Linked DNA regions of Mus musculus: region 1 is linked to region 2. A link is a contact called in public Hi-C data. All regions are on one chromosome and are shown on one strand. Each heading gives the region's core, a stretch centred on a gene start, on an enhancer-like site or on the middle of the called end of the contact. The rest is flanking DNA. Distances are from core to core; before and after follow the strand shown. Region 1 overlaps Tnfrsf21 (tumor necrosis factor receptor superfamily, member 21). Region 2 holds the start of Tnfrsf21 (tumor necrosis factor receptor superfamily, member 21).

Region 1 (7,375 bases), core at 316-2,815, 42 kb before region 2:
TGGCAGCCAGACTAGCTGAATCGACGGGTTCACCCAAGAGACCCTGCCCCGTGTACTTGTCAGCACATCACACACAGAGAGATACGGGCAGAGAAAAGGGATGAGGGAGAAGCCATACAACTATAGAGATTGGCACAACGTTAGAGTAATAAGCCAAATCGGGAAGAATGAGCAATGTGCTCAGAAAGGCTTCAGAGACACTTATTCAGATTCCTCTTTCCTCGTTGCTTTTTATTTATCTTCTTATTCCTTTCTAAATGTATTCACAACACAAACATCAAACACATTAGTCACACTTCATATAAGTGAGTTCTGTATCTGTGAGTTTAAACAACTCTAGATCAAAAAAAAAAATTAGATGGACAGACAGACAGATATAGATAGATAGATAGATAGATAGATAGATAGATAGATAGATAGATAGATAGATAGATAGATAGGGCCTTGCTTAACTCTTTTGGTTTCTTTGCTGTTTTGTTTTGTTTCTTGAGAAAGGACCTCATGTGGCCCAAGCTGGCTTCCAACTCCCCGTGAGACTGATTCTGAGGAGGTGGAGAAATGTATCAGGCATTCTAAGAGTGCACAGCTCTTGCAGAGAACAGAGGTTTGGTTCTCAGCACCACAGCAGGTAGCTCACAAAGGCCTATAGCTACTGCCCCAGGGGCTCCATTCCTCTGACCTCTTCAATCAACTGCACTGGCACGTGGACGCCATACAGGCAAACACACATACATAATTTCAAAACCAAAATCATCTTTAAAAATGAACTGAAGTCACCTTAAATTCATGATTGCCATGTCTAGCTCCAGGAAGGATGTACATGTACGACCACCCCCATCTCCAGCATGTTTTCTTGAACTCTGCATTTGTGCTGGATGTGTGCAGGCATCTTTGACGATGACTACTCTGAATGATACAGCAGAAAAACTATTTACAAAGTATTCAAATTACGTGATGTATTATTAGTAATCCGGGGAGGATTTAAGATATCCAGGAGTGTGTGTATAGATTATATACAAGTACTATGCCATCTTACATAAAGGACTTCAGTAGCTTCAGACTTTGGCACACTTAAACGGGCCCTCAGAACAGTCTCCCATGGACACCAAAAGACCTCAGAACATATTATGATATTAATAACTCTAAGACCAGTCTCCTATGAATGTTAAAAGACTAATATCTGTGTCATATACAGGTCTGGATACTGAAAGATTCAGCTGACATATATGTATTTGTGGATACTGAGAGACCAGTGTAACACAAACATATATCTGAATATTAATATCTGTGCTGGCTAGTTTTATGTCATTTTGACACAAACTAGAGTCTTTTGGAAACAGGGGGCTTTGACTAAGAAGATGCCTCCATCAGACTGACCTGTGGGCAAACCCGTGGGGCATTTTCTTGATTAATGATTGATGTAGGAAAAGCCCAACTCACTGTGGGCTCCAGTACCCCTGGGCAAGTGGTCCTGGGTGCTATAAGAAAGCAGGTTGAACAAGAGAGGCAAGCCCATAAGCAACACTCCTCTGGGGCTCTGCTTCACTTCCTGCCTCCCTGTTTCTGCCCTCTGTGAGGTAACTTCCCTTATTTCTCTCACTGACAGAGCATGGCCTGACAGTCACAAGCCCAACTAACCCTTTCCTTGCCAACTTGCTTTTGGCCATGGAGCTTTATCACGGCAATAGAAACCCTACCTCAAACAATATGGAAAGACCAGTGTGTTTATGACATAGAGATGCATGTAAACCTTAGAGTCATGTATTGACAGCCTTTCATATTATTGGTAATCTCATGTAAAGAGATTGGGACCACTACAAGGCCACTCGGCTTCTGTTGTCGTTAATCGGGAGTGTGACAGAAGAGAGTAATGTAATCAGCCCCTGTAACTCTCCTTATCACTGAACACGGCCATCCGGTGTTGATATGAGCCCGTTCCAGGCTGGCCATGGTGTGAATGCTTCTTCCTGGACTATTCGTTCTTGCCACACTGACGTTAGGACAGTTTGCTCTGAGGCTAGACAGTCTATTTCTTTTCTTCAAAATTAAACCCTAACCATGCCAAACTCAACAAACTCTGTACCAGCAAAAGTGTCTGAGACTTTGAGAGCGTGTCAGTCTTTGTCGCATGATTCCTAAACACTATCATAGTAAGAAAACGGCTCTTGGGACAGCTACAATTTGTTGTAGGGTTCTAATACAATTTGATCTACAGAAAGATAGTGAGGTCGATACGGTCATGGACTACAGTTATTTAGAGAGTTGATAACTAGCCACACAGAGAGAGCATACACCTATTGACAGGTATTTTAGTGAAGACAGTGAACAATCCCACTCAGTCATCAGTTTATATATGAAACAACAGCATAGGAAACAGATCATTTCTTGGCCTCTGTCCAAGTAAAGTTCCGAATCCTAAAACACAGATACAGTCTCTATCTGTTGACTGATCTGCTTCGTTCAACTTTATGGAAGGTTCACTCTCCTTGCACTTACATTGAAAATTATCAAGTCCTCAGTCCACTAGCGGGCTGGCACAGAAATAGTGAACCCAGCATTGCTTTTTCCAATGTTGCTGGATGCTGGAATTCTGGAGATTGATTGACATTCTTCCACCTCAAAGAGTCTTGTTGCCCTGACTGGCCTGGAGCTTCCTGTCTAGACTGTCTAGACTGAGATAGCTCAAACCATCAGCTATCCCCCTGCCTCTGCTTCTCAGGCGCTAGACTTAAAAAGCATAAACCACTATGCCTGGCTCTAATGATCAACAATTTTAAAGAAACTGTTGAGGCTATCAAATCATATGAGCCAGAGGCTGCATCTTCCAGGAACTGCCAAGGAACGTAGGTGGTGTTGGATGTCAGGGGAAGAAGCCCTGAAAACAAAGGGTCAACTTAATAGAAAAATGATAAAATGAAAGTCATGAGATAAGGTTTTAAACTCTACCATTTGCCATTGGCAAAGAACAACCTTAATAATGTTAGTATCTTCCGCTCCTCGGGTAGGAAAGGTAAGAAGACTTACATGGTATCAAGTGGTAAATGCCTATTTCGACACCTTGGCAATACTGTAATGCACTTTCCTCTACCTGTCCCAGATCTGCATTGACAAGGGTCTCTGGGAGAATGGACTATGGACCATTCAGTATTCAGCACTGAGTGGCGGGCAGGCAGTGGATTTCTGCTGCTCATGCTGCACGAATCCCACAACTACTGGGGTAAGTCACATCTAAAATCACCTATATGGTAAGTGGAGGAGAAAGTGCTACTGTCCCATCCCTACCACACGTGGGAGGTCATGGCAGCATTCACTGGGTTCTTCCAAGTGTGGTGAGACATTCCCAGTCCACAACAAGAAAACCTAAGACTAGAGGCATGACGCACTAAACGGTTATCATGACAAATGGTATTCTACAGAACATGCTAAGCTCCGGATTCTGTCGTTATTAACACCCGAACTCTGACTTTTCCCCATTGGAAGAAGGGTTGAGGCTCTTTTGTCTTTGGAGACATAAACATCTAAAACGATTGCTTCCAATAAGAACCTATGTGAAAGCCTTCCTTGAAAGAGAGGGATGAACAGCAGAAGTCGTGAGTCAGGAGAGACAAAGGCTGGCTGTAGCCCCAGGACAGACACAATACTCTGAGTGTACTGGTTACCCTTTGTCAACTTGACACAAACTAGAGTCACCTTGGATCTCTGAGGTAGGGAAAGCGCACACATATAAAAAGTGATCCACTATGTACAAGTCCGAGAGAGGAAGGAGGAACCAGCCAAGGAGAGCAAGAGGAAACAGTCAGCAATACAGGAGGAGAATAGGAGTCTATAGAAGGGAAAAGGTGTATCAAGGAAACAGGACACGAGTGCTAAATGCTGCTGGAGGCCAAGCACATAAAGACTTAGAACCACACCAGGATTGTGTGCTTAGACTGCACAAAGCAAAAGTATGGCTAAAATCCTACCTTGTTTTATCATCACTCTGACTGTGCAAATGCGTATCAAAACCTATGCCTTCCCATGGCTCAGGTACACCTGTCATGGGTTTGTTTTCTCCCTTACAGCTATCTAACAATACTGGTAGGTCTCCCAATTGGTAGTGTCTCAGATTTGATCATATGCAGCCAGCTATGACATCATCAGGTATTGCTTTTAGCCAACTGCAACTCTGATGTAATCCACCAACCAAATACATTGAATTCTATACATTGGCTGCAGTATTAACAAACCAATGATTTATGAAGACCCTTCAGCACAATTTCAGAAAGCCTTTCTCCTTTGTAAAAGTTGTTTATGTCATGTCTGACCAGGCTGATTTAAGGACACACATTAAGGATATTATTTCTTCTACTTGTATTCAGGCCCTTTGTAGGGAAAATGCTAACTTGTTTTTCACTGTCTCAAAGAACTTACATTGGAAGACAGTTGGGTAAAGGCCTGAAAATATATTTATAATAGTAAATTCCTTTCCCCTAAGACCTAGAGGCAGAATTCAAGGCTGGATGCCCGACTGGATGCCTCTGGTCACTTGGCTACTGTGCACTTGTTTATGAACGTTCAAGGCTATAGCTGGAAGAGCCTTGCTCCTCCAGCAGTTCTGTGTACTTCAAAGTCCTCTGATGGGCTGCTAAAGTTCTTACATTGTAAACAATGAGGATCTGCTCTTAATCCCTAGAATGCATGGGGGAAACATCCAGGCGTGGTAACAAACAGTGCTCTTGTGATCCCAGGACTGGGCGAATGGAGAGATGCATATCCCCGGAACTCATGCACCAGCTGGCCTAGCATGCTGGCCATCTCCAGACCAATGGGAAGTTACCCTATCTCAAAAAACAAAACAAAACAAGACGGAAGCCAAGCATGGTGGTGCACGCCTTTAGTCTCAGCATTTGTGAGGCAGAGGCTGGCAGATCTCTGAGTTCAAGGCCAGCCTGGTCTACAGAGAGGGTTCCAGCACAACCAGGGCTATATAGAGGAAGCCTGTCTCAAACAAACAAACAAACAAACAAACAAACAAAACCAAATAAACAAAAAACTGGGAGGGGTGGGGGCAAAGTGGACGATACTTGAGGAATAAAATCTGATGTAGTCTTCTGGTCTCCACACGCTCACAAATACACTGTGCAGGAGTGCTCATGTGTTTATATAGAGGTGCCCAACTGCACGCGAGAACACACATACACACATACACTAAAATCTAATCGCCTAACAGGTAAAATGCACAGAAGAGGCTGGGGTTACACAGATTATAGCTCAGAGGTAGAGTGCTTGCATAACATGGACAAGCCCTGGAGGAGACAGGGTGGGTGATGGAGTAAGGGCGAATGGACCTTAGAGTTTTCAAACGGGAAGGTACTGTCTGCAGGGGAATGACATTCCTGAGAGCAAATGCGGGCTGTGAGGTGGGGGTCTGGGATGGAGACCAACCATTCCCACCCTGTCGTGATGGCAGTCCTGGCCTGGAGGGGGGCAGTACACAGCAGCCTCTAACCTCTAAAATGGAATAAGCCACTCGCCTTTCAGCCAGGCCTCCTGGTGTTTACACTTCAAGTCTACTTCCCATAGGAAGTCTGGACTGACTGACAGGGTGACCGACTGGGATTCTGGGTCACGGAGTTTTCTCGGCAAGGGAAGGTGAGGAGTGTTCAAGCTGACTGGTGTTGAGACAGCATTGAGCCACACAGGCAAATGAGCTGGACCAGGAGGACACTGCCAACTCTGACACCACAAACACTTTTCCAAATAGTTCCTACTATGAGTCTGTTGCTCCTACTACGAGCCAAATCAAACCTCTTTCCTCAGGTTGCTTCTGACAGAGATTCAGTCACGGCAAGAAGAAAGGTAGCTAATAAACCCTGTTCAGGAGCTTTAAAGAGCTTATTTTTAGGGGCCAGGGAGAGAGAGCTTTGTGGGTAACAGTGTCTATCATCAAACCTGAGAACCTAGTCTGACCCCTCGAGACCCCAGGCAGTGGGGGGACAAAAGGAATCTCCAGGAGTTATCCTTGGACCTCCACATGTGCACGAAACACACACACACACATAATAAAATGAAAAGGGAAATCTATTTTAGTAGACAACATCTTCGAGTCTGCATCCTGACATCATCTTTGGATCCCTCATGACGAACATCCCATTACCTCACTCTAAACAAAATTGGAATGAAGAAACATTAATTCCGTTGCCAATCCCTAACCCTTGATCGTCCCTTCGCTTCTGAGCACTGCACATAGTAGGTTTACTGCACATAGTAGGTTTACTGACATGGGTGATGGAATGTTTCCTTAAAGAGCTCCTGAGTCCTGGGTTCACTATTTTTTTCTGATATACCCAGGGCACACACATCTGTCATCTACCTACCAGCACTGCAAAACCTCTGAGAAACATGTACGCGTGAAACACAGACAGTCCCACACCCAGAACGGCACTACCTCGTAAACCAAGTCGACAATTGGGGTAGATCTACTGCTCCCCCTAGAAGGAGGAAGAAAGAAGGGGGTGCTTCCTTCACACTACTCACCTCACAGACCAGTCCTGACAAATAACACTTGGGACCAAAGGAAACCTTGAAGCCATCGAATGAGGCCAAGAGAAGCCATTTGTCCTTGCGCGCCAGGTAAGGTGGGATGACGTTATGTTTCATTTACTTTGACAGTGAGTTAGTTGGAGACAGAATGGAAGAAATGACAAATGTTCTCTCCAAAATTTCAAGACTGAAACCACAGCTCGGTTCAGCAGCAGGGTCTAAACCTTTTAAATACGAACACTACGTAAACTGAGTCCCCCCTTCTACACAGCTGCTGCTGCCCCAAGCCAGTGTTGCATAGCATTGGGTCATAAGCACCATGCCGATAAGAGGCGGGCCACCAAGCCAGCCAGTGTCTACTTTAACTTTACTCTTTCGTTTCAACTGTATATGGGAGGGATTTGGTGGTAAGTTGGGGCTCTTTGTTTTCTGAGACGGGATCTCACTCTGTAGCCAGAGGTTGGAATGGAATTTACTATATAGCCAAAGCTGGCTTCAAACTCACAGTGATTCTCCTGCCTCACCTTCTAGGCATAATTACAGGCATGAGCCAACATACCTCCAGATCCCGATTCAACTTTTGCATCGTGAAGAATGAATGAGAGTTTAAGAAAGAAAGAGATATTAAAGTTATTTGAACGTTCATGATACAGGTCTCGCAACATTCTGGCCCCATTAGAGCCAAGTTAGAGCTGCCTCTTCTACACCTCCTACAAGACCAGGTATCATGTCTGCCTGTGCCTCCAGTGGCCCCTTCTCCCACATCCCTAGACTATACCAGTGCCCTAGGAAGAGTTTCCCTCACTGCCAGTACAGGCAACCAGAGGAAAGGTCTTAGCCTCCAGCCTCTAAA
Region 2 (7,085 bases), core at 2,985-5,484:
CCAGACAGCTGGACAACCTCTTGTGTGGAAATCTTTTCTTCCTTCCCTTTCCTCTCGACAGCCAACCTCTCATGTACCAGCCTTGCACGACTCAAATTCATGGCGTTATTTTCAATTGCTATTACATATGTGCACATGTGCATAATACATATGCACATGTGTTACATTCACATACATATATGTGTGTGTGCATATGTTTGTATATATATGCACGTATTGTACACACACATATATATTCCTTAGTAGCCCATATTTCTAATTTTTTGTCTAGGGCTGAGGCCCTATGAAGTTCCCCCTTCTGTGTTAGCCTGTCCACTGGTGTTCTCTGATCAGATCCCGCTTACGCAGCCATGCTGTTGAAACTTCATGAGTGAAGCTTCCCGGACATTTCCAGGTGACACGATCTCACAGCAACTTCTGTTCCTCTGGCTTTTAGAATCTTTCCACTCCTTCTTCTGCTATGCCTTCTTCCCTGTGCCTTCAGTGCAGGAATTCTCAGTCCGTGGATAACAGCAGTTTCCAAAGCTCCAAATCCAAAGTCTTTACCAAGGAAGTTGCTTTCCTCCCTTGACCATCCCTTGCAATCAGTCTATCTGTATAGTCAAACCAAGCTCCCTAAAGGCAAGAGGCACCTCTGACTGCATCCAGCATTGCAGTAAGCAAGTCCTTCTAGGACAATCCCTAAACCACTACAGATCTAAATGTCTCATTTACAGAACTTTGGCCTGGAACGTGTATGCTGCATTTCAGTTTGTGAGTAACTTCCAAACATGACACGGTCACATCAACACATCAGCAATAGAAATGCCAGCAACTAGACTGACTCACTCCAAAGGTCCTTGTGAACGTCTCACTTATATTCCCCAATTAATCAAGCCACCGTCTCAGCTACCTGCCAGCAGTCCTTCTCTGTCCTTACACTCACCAAACAACTTGAAGTTGTGAAACGGGCAGTGTGGTACGTGGGTGAGAGAGAGTAGGAGCCAAGGAGTTCCAGCCCAGAGTCACCACATACTACAACAGACCAGTAAGATTCTTGGAGACTATTTTCTCATCCGTAGAATGGAGGTGACACCCGTTTGACAGGGATAGTGGCATATTCTGTATAAATTAGCTCGCTGCTCTTTTGACAAGTTCATATGATAGGCATACATATCAGAGCCTATAGTAAGCTCTTCATGCTGATAGAAAAAAAAAAGAGCCACAAAAAACAACAAAGACTGCTATGAAAAAAAAATGAGAGAAGGGCAATTGGAAGCCATCATTATTTCTTTATCTAACCACCCTGTATATACATAGCATTAACCTTCCTGTATCCCCCATTATTCTTCTAGGTACCTCACACCATGTTTACTTGAGCTGTCCTACCTGGTGTCTGCTGTTAATGTGGCCAAGATTACCAATGGGACCAATTCTCCTGAGAACAGAGTCACCAGATCACTGTTGTATACAGAAACAGGGCCCGTCCTGATGACTGGACCGTCCAAAGTGGGGATGGAGAAGGTCATTGCATAGCTCCTGATGTTTCCTGGAGTATTCCCACACTCCAGGATGGTCAGCTCACCCTCCTCCTACTCCATCAATTTAAAGAAAGCCCTTTTGCCATAGTTACCAGGAAATCAAGGAACCCTGTAGCATCGTCACCTTGAGATTGTCTCTAAAATACCTTTCATAAACTTCATCAAACTGTCAAACTTATACTGTAGGTCATCAGTTGCAAATCTGGGTGCAATCTGTGGGTACATTGAGTTTGATCATTTAATAAAAAGAACTAGGCCCTTTCTTGGTTACTTAAAGCATATGGTTTTACTATGCTGAGACCTTCAAGGACCTATATATCAGGCTAAAAGTTAAAAAATAATTCCAGATTACGACTATACATTGAGCACTAACTTTAGATTGGATTTGAGTGGACTGATCTATAAGTATTGTATAAGGATTGTATCTGTGTGGAGCAGGGACACACGGCAGTATATGCTCATCACGGAAGCAGGTCTAAGACCTTTGGAGGGAACTCAGCAAGGGACCTAACTCAGGTCATTAGGATCAGTGCTTCCTTGAACTCGTTCAATCTAAGACTGTCAATTCAAGTCCACGGTCCCAAAGACTCTCTGATTATTTACTATCCACACTTGTTTAAAGGGCTTGGACTTTGCCATTGTTATAAAAAGACAGAAAAGCGTCTCTCAAGGGACACTGAGATTTACCTCATAAATGCTAAGAACAACAAACTTTCTTTAGCCCTCTCTCTCTCTCTCTCTCTCTCTCTCTCTCTCTCTCTCTCTCTCTCTCTCCCTAAACACACACACACACACACACACACACACACACACACACACACACACACACACACACACACAGAAAGAGAGTCAGCCAGAGAGAGAGACAGAGAGAGACAGAGAGAACCAGAATGTCTGTAGAATGAATTCCCAGGCCATAGCAACTGTCATGCCTTGGGATGGAAGCAGTAGATCTTGGCTGGCCAGGCAGTAAGCCCTTTAGAGGAAGGAGACAAGAGGCCTGCCTTCCCTTACACAGCCCAACCATGAAAACAAGCTCTTTTTTGTTTTTGTTTAGTTTTTAGCTAACAACCTTCATCCTCCCTGCAGGGATGAAAGACATGATTGGTTTATAGCATCTCAAGGGTTTGAATTCAAATTTTCTTCCACCTAATTCCCCACTTGGCCCCAATATTGGAAATAAAGGGCCAGCTGGGGGTAAGTTTTGGATAAGGGATGATGTCAGGTTTTGATCAGATAAAGTGATGGAGGATTGCAATCCGGGCACGCCCCAGATTTGGGTGCTGAGAGAGCCTGCATCATCTTGCTTGGTGACATGTCTAAACACAGAAAGGGAGAAATAAGAAAAGGATGGGGAAAATTAATCGTCCTTTATGTAGCTCTTTCCCCTCCCCCTCGACTGAGAGCCACAGCGCCGGTTGGCTCCAAGCCTGTGCTTTAGAGGCGCCTGGGTCTCTGGGTCCTTCTTCTCCTCCTCCCCCTCCCACCCCACCCCCACCACCCACCCGGGCTCCTTCTTCTTCTTCTTCTTTTGGCTTGCAGAAATCAGGACCCATCTGAACTAAGAGGGAGGAGAGAAGCAAGGAAGCTGAAGCAAGGGGTGGCCTGCGCCCTACTCCGGAAAGCTTCGCGCGCGGAAGCATGCAGCGGTTGCTCGCGTCCGGAGCGCACCGATCCGGCTGTCTCCACTGCGGTAGCATCCGGACATGACATTGCAGTAGCGACAAAGGAGCGGCCACAACCGGCAGCTGGCTACTGACAGGACTACTCGGGCCTCGCACCGCGCCGAGGGTCTGGCAGCGAATGATATTGGGGTGAGGCTGGGTGTTGGGGTGCGAGATAGGCCGAGTCGGGGGCAAAAACCCAAAAATGCGCAGGACCTCGAGGCGGACACCTCTCGCGCCTCCTTCAAGCAGCCAGATTGCAAGAAAAATAATTCTTTAACACTCACTAGCCTTAGCTCACCACACACACACACACACACACACACACACACACACACACACACACGATCTAGTAGGAGTCCTCCTCGGTCTGGCTATTGCCTTGTAACCAACCCTTCCAACCCGTCTGGTCCCACCGCGCGCCTCCGGCACTACGGGCCCGAGGACCCGCCCGGCTCCCGGACACAGGCTCGAACGTAGCCGCCACCCTAGGGTCCCCTCCTATCGCTCACCAGGAGAAGAGAGCCGGCGACCATCGTGGCTCCGACTTGGCCGGCGGTGCGGCTGCAAGAGGCGAGGGCGGTGATGCTGCTTGCCCGGGTCCCCATGGCCGAGCTCGGGGCTCGCAGCGGCGCCCGGGGCGCTCGGCCCCACGGCAGCTGGAATTGGTGGCTGTTTCTGCCCAGCGCCGCATCCACCGCCGCCTCACGGGCGGTGAGCCCATCTACCTCCAGCAGCCCATGTGCACTGCAGCAGCCAGGCACCCAGGCGGAAGAGGGAGGCAGCAGGGGAGGCTCCGAAAGGCGCTCAGCACCTGCCCAGGGGCGCTGGCGCCCGGGCGGTGAGAAGCAGGCGCGCTCGCAACCCGCGCCTCCCGGTGCTCTCCAACGACAGCGGCTGCGGAGAACCAGAGAGCAGGGCTAGCCGCGACAGTGCTAAAGAGCGACTTCCCATAGCGAAGCTTCCAGCCACTATCAAGCACTCGCCTCCTCCGCTGCCTAGACCGGCCGGCGAGGGACTGAGTCGGATGGCCACTCAGCTCGGGGACACACGTGGTGGCGCCGAAGGGGCGGAGAACGACCCTTTGTGATGTCACCCGGGAGGAGGCCGGGCTCTTTGTGCAGATGGAAAGAACTCAAGGCGCTCCAGAAACCGAGGGGAAGGAGAGGGTGCCCCTTGGCGTTAGCTGGAGGAATTGCGTTTGCTTGTTAACCTGCACACACCCCTCACCCCGACTTAACTTTAAAAAAAAAAAATGATTCCAAGTAGATTGTATGTAAAACAGAGACTATTTTCTTTTCCTAACATAAATATTAACAACAGCCAATATAACTTGCGCATAATGGCGCAGGCCTGTATTTTCATTGCCAGGAAAGCTGAGGAAGGAGAATTTGAAGTTGGAGGGAAATTCTGAGCTACACAGAAAACTCCTATCTCATGCATGCATGCATGCATGCATGCATGAATGAATGAATGAATGAATGAATGACCTGAGCATAACGGTGCCATTAAGCACTCTGTATAATGAGAATATGAACTTCTCCAATTCCAGGCCAGCCAAAATTGGAGTTCTACACAAGCCTGGCTTACAGAGCAAAATCCAGTCTCAGAAATCAATCAATCAATCAATCAATCAATCAATCAATTAAAGGAGCTAGAAAAAAAGCAAAAACCATGGAGCTTACATCAATTGCCAGACACAAAGAGACGTGTGTGTTGGTTCCCAAACTGCTGTGTTTTGAGGTCTGCTGTGTTCTCACAGTGGAGCAAAAGGAAAAAGCAAGTGTAGTCTCGGCATTTATGTGTGGCTCCCCTGCTTCCTGACTGCAGACCCGGTTTAACCAGCTGCCTCCTCTCCTCTCCTCTCCTCTCCTCTCCTCTCCTCTCCTCTCCTCTCCTCTCCTCTCCTCTCCTCTCCTCTCCTCTCCTCTCCTGCAATAACTGTATCCCTGAAACTGTTAGCCAGAAGAAACCTCCCCGTCTCTCAGTATTGTTGGCTATTTGTTCTCAGCAGTGAGGAACCTGGACAGAAACAACACTAAGCATCCCTGACAGGGAGTTGCCATGGTAGGAGCCCTATTTCCTTCCTTGCCAGTTACTACATGGAGAGTTGGTTCTTTTTCTCGGCATTCTTTGGAAGAATGAGATGTATTTAAAAATTAATATGAGGATTAATCCTACTCTCATCTTTCAAACATCTGCCAGTTAAAGAAATAAAACATATATTTAAAAAAGCTTGACCATAAACCCTGAAGGGGAATGCTGTAATATTAAGTTTCCAGTAAAAAATTTTTTTAAATTCTGAAAAATACTATCCTTAAATACAGAATTTTGTGAAAGGGGGTGATATTTCAACTTGAAATTCTCAAACTCTCTCCGAGGCTTCCAAAAGTGAAGGGGGATTACTATGTCTTCATGTATAATAGGGCCAATTAATTCTTCAAAACTTCAAATTATTGGCCACCACAATCAAAGGTCTTTCTGTTTAAAAGGGGGTGGGGGTGGGAAGTGAGATATTAAAGAAAAGGGGTCAGCTGACACCTTGCAGACAAATATGAGTTACTTGAGGTAATGTATGATTTGATCTTCCAAGCTGGGAGACTTTAATTTGGGTAAGTGTGGTTCTGACCTGCTCGTTCTCTTTGTTCTTCCTATTGTTTTCATGTTCCATAAGGTCCTTATGGGGCACTAATCATCAGAATTCAATTTTTCACGGGCCTTTGGGTTTGAGTTTGGTTTGGTTGGCTGGCTGCTTTTGGGTTGGGTCTTGCTGTGTAGCTCAGGTTAGCCTCCAGGGGATGGTTATCCTCCTTCATCACCACCTGAGTTACAGCCATGCAATCTCGATGCCTCTTGATACAATATATTCAGTTCATCTTGCTTACTGCTAACTAAGTAAAAACCCCTTAGTATTCTTCATCACAAACAAAAAACAAACAAAACAAAACAAAACAAAAGTGTCTATTGAATCTAGTTAGAATATAAAATGCTGGTGAGATGACTCAGCACTCAGCAGGTAAGAGCACTGACTGCTCATCCGAAGGTCCTAAGTTCAAATCCCAGCAACCACATGGTGGCTCACAACCATCCATAATGAGATCTGACGCCCTCTTCTGGTGTGTCTGAAGACAGCTACAGTGTACTTATTTATAATAATAGATAAATCTTTGGGATGGAGCAAGTGGGGCCAACCAGAGCAAATGGGGTTGGCTGGAGCGAGCAGAGGTCCTAAATTCAATTCCCAACAACCAGATGAAGGCTCACAACCATCTGTACAGCTACAGTGTGTACCCACATACATTAAATAAATAAATAAATCTTTCTAAACAATATATAAAATGCCATTTCTCTATTGCATGTTTAAAATAGAGAAATGTCTTTCATTTTACACTGTAAACTGTTTTAATTACTTCACAACCACATATTCAATGGCATACAGATGTCCTTACTTACACATAAATGGTGAATACTCAACCATAAATAATGGATTTTCTGCCTAAGCTCCAAAGAGTGAGGTAAGTATTAATAAGATGTGACTATAGCTAAAATGGAGAGGTACAAATGAGGCCAAGCTGGACAAAACCAATCTCATCTTTGCCATAAAATAACTGCCTCTGATCCCCAGCCGAATTTAAACTTTGCATGTTTCTTCCAAAACTGTACAAATCTGGTTTCCTCGCCTCAAGCTCATCACCCTTAAAACTTCCCATGTCCTCGGTATATTTCCAATCAATGCATTTTTCCATGTTTCCATTTCCCCCCCCATTTTCTAGGTAAAGCCTCTCTGTGCTGAAGGCAGCAGTAGTTTTGCCATCTTCTCCTCTGTTGGTTATATTTCTAAACTCTATCCTGATTCTTCCTTTCGGAAGCTGTAGGAAATTTTCAGCTCTAAAAGATGTGT

The links. Hi-C and Micro-C count contacts between places; a contact is called where the count stands out from the background.
Region 1: a contact with region 2 is called in a Hi-C map of neutrophils, with 4 times the contacts expected there. The contact joins the enhancer-like site here to the promoter of Tnfrsf21 in region 2. A contact is called at or near these places in 14 of 484 Hi-C or Micro-C datasets (LSK cells, the MNK3 cell line, bone marrow and 9 more), 9 of 115 datasets of contacts at active chromatin or transcription factors (the HPC-7 cell line, bone marrow-derived dendritic cells, embryonic fibroblasts and 5 more) and 2 of 9 other capture datasets (adipose tissue and pancreatic islet).

Annotation. Positions count from the first base shown.
Region 1 is chr17:43,053,016-43,060,390 of GRCm38.p6, reverse strand. The region is part of intron 3 of Tnfrsf21 (tumor necrosis factor receptor superfamily, member 21); the gene reads right to left. Among named protein-coding and RNA genes, the nearest start is that of Tnfrsf21, 40 kb to the right of the region's middle. Within about 2 kb of position 1,565, at least 72 of the 459 cell types and tissues checked have an H3K27ac peak or open chromatin away from gene starts, as enhancers often do. A contact at or near this core is called in the HPC-7 cell line, adipose tissue, bone marrow and 5 more, where this site is marked.
Region 2 is chr17:43,013,704-43,020,788 of GRCm38.p6, reverse strand. It overlaps Tnfrsf21 (tumor necrosis factor receptor superfamily, member 21), which reads right to left and starts at 4,234. Exons shown (of 6, transcript NM_178589.3): 1 at 3,697-4,234. The coding sequence starts at 3,792.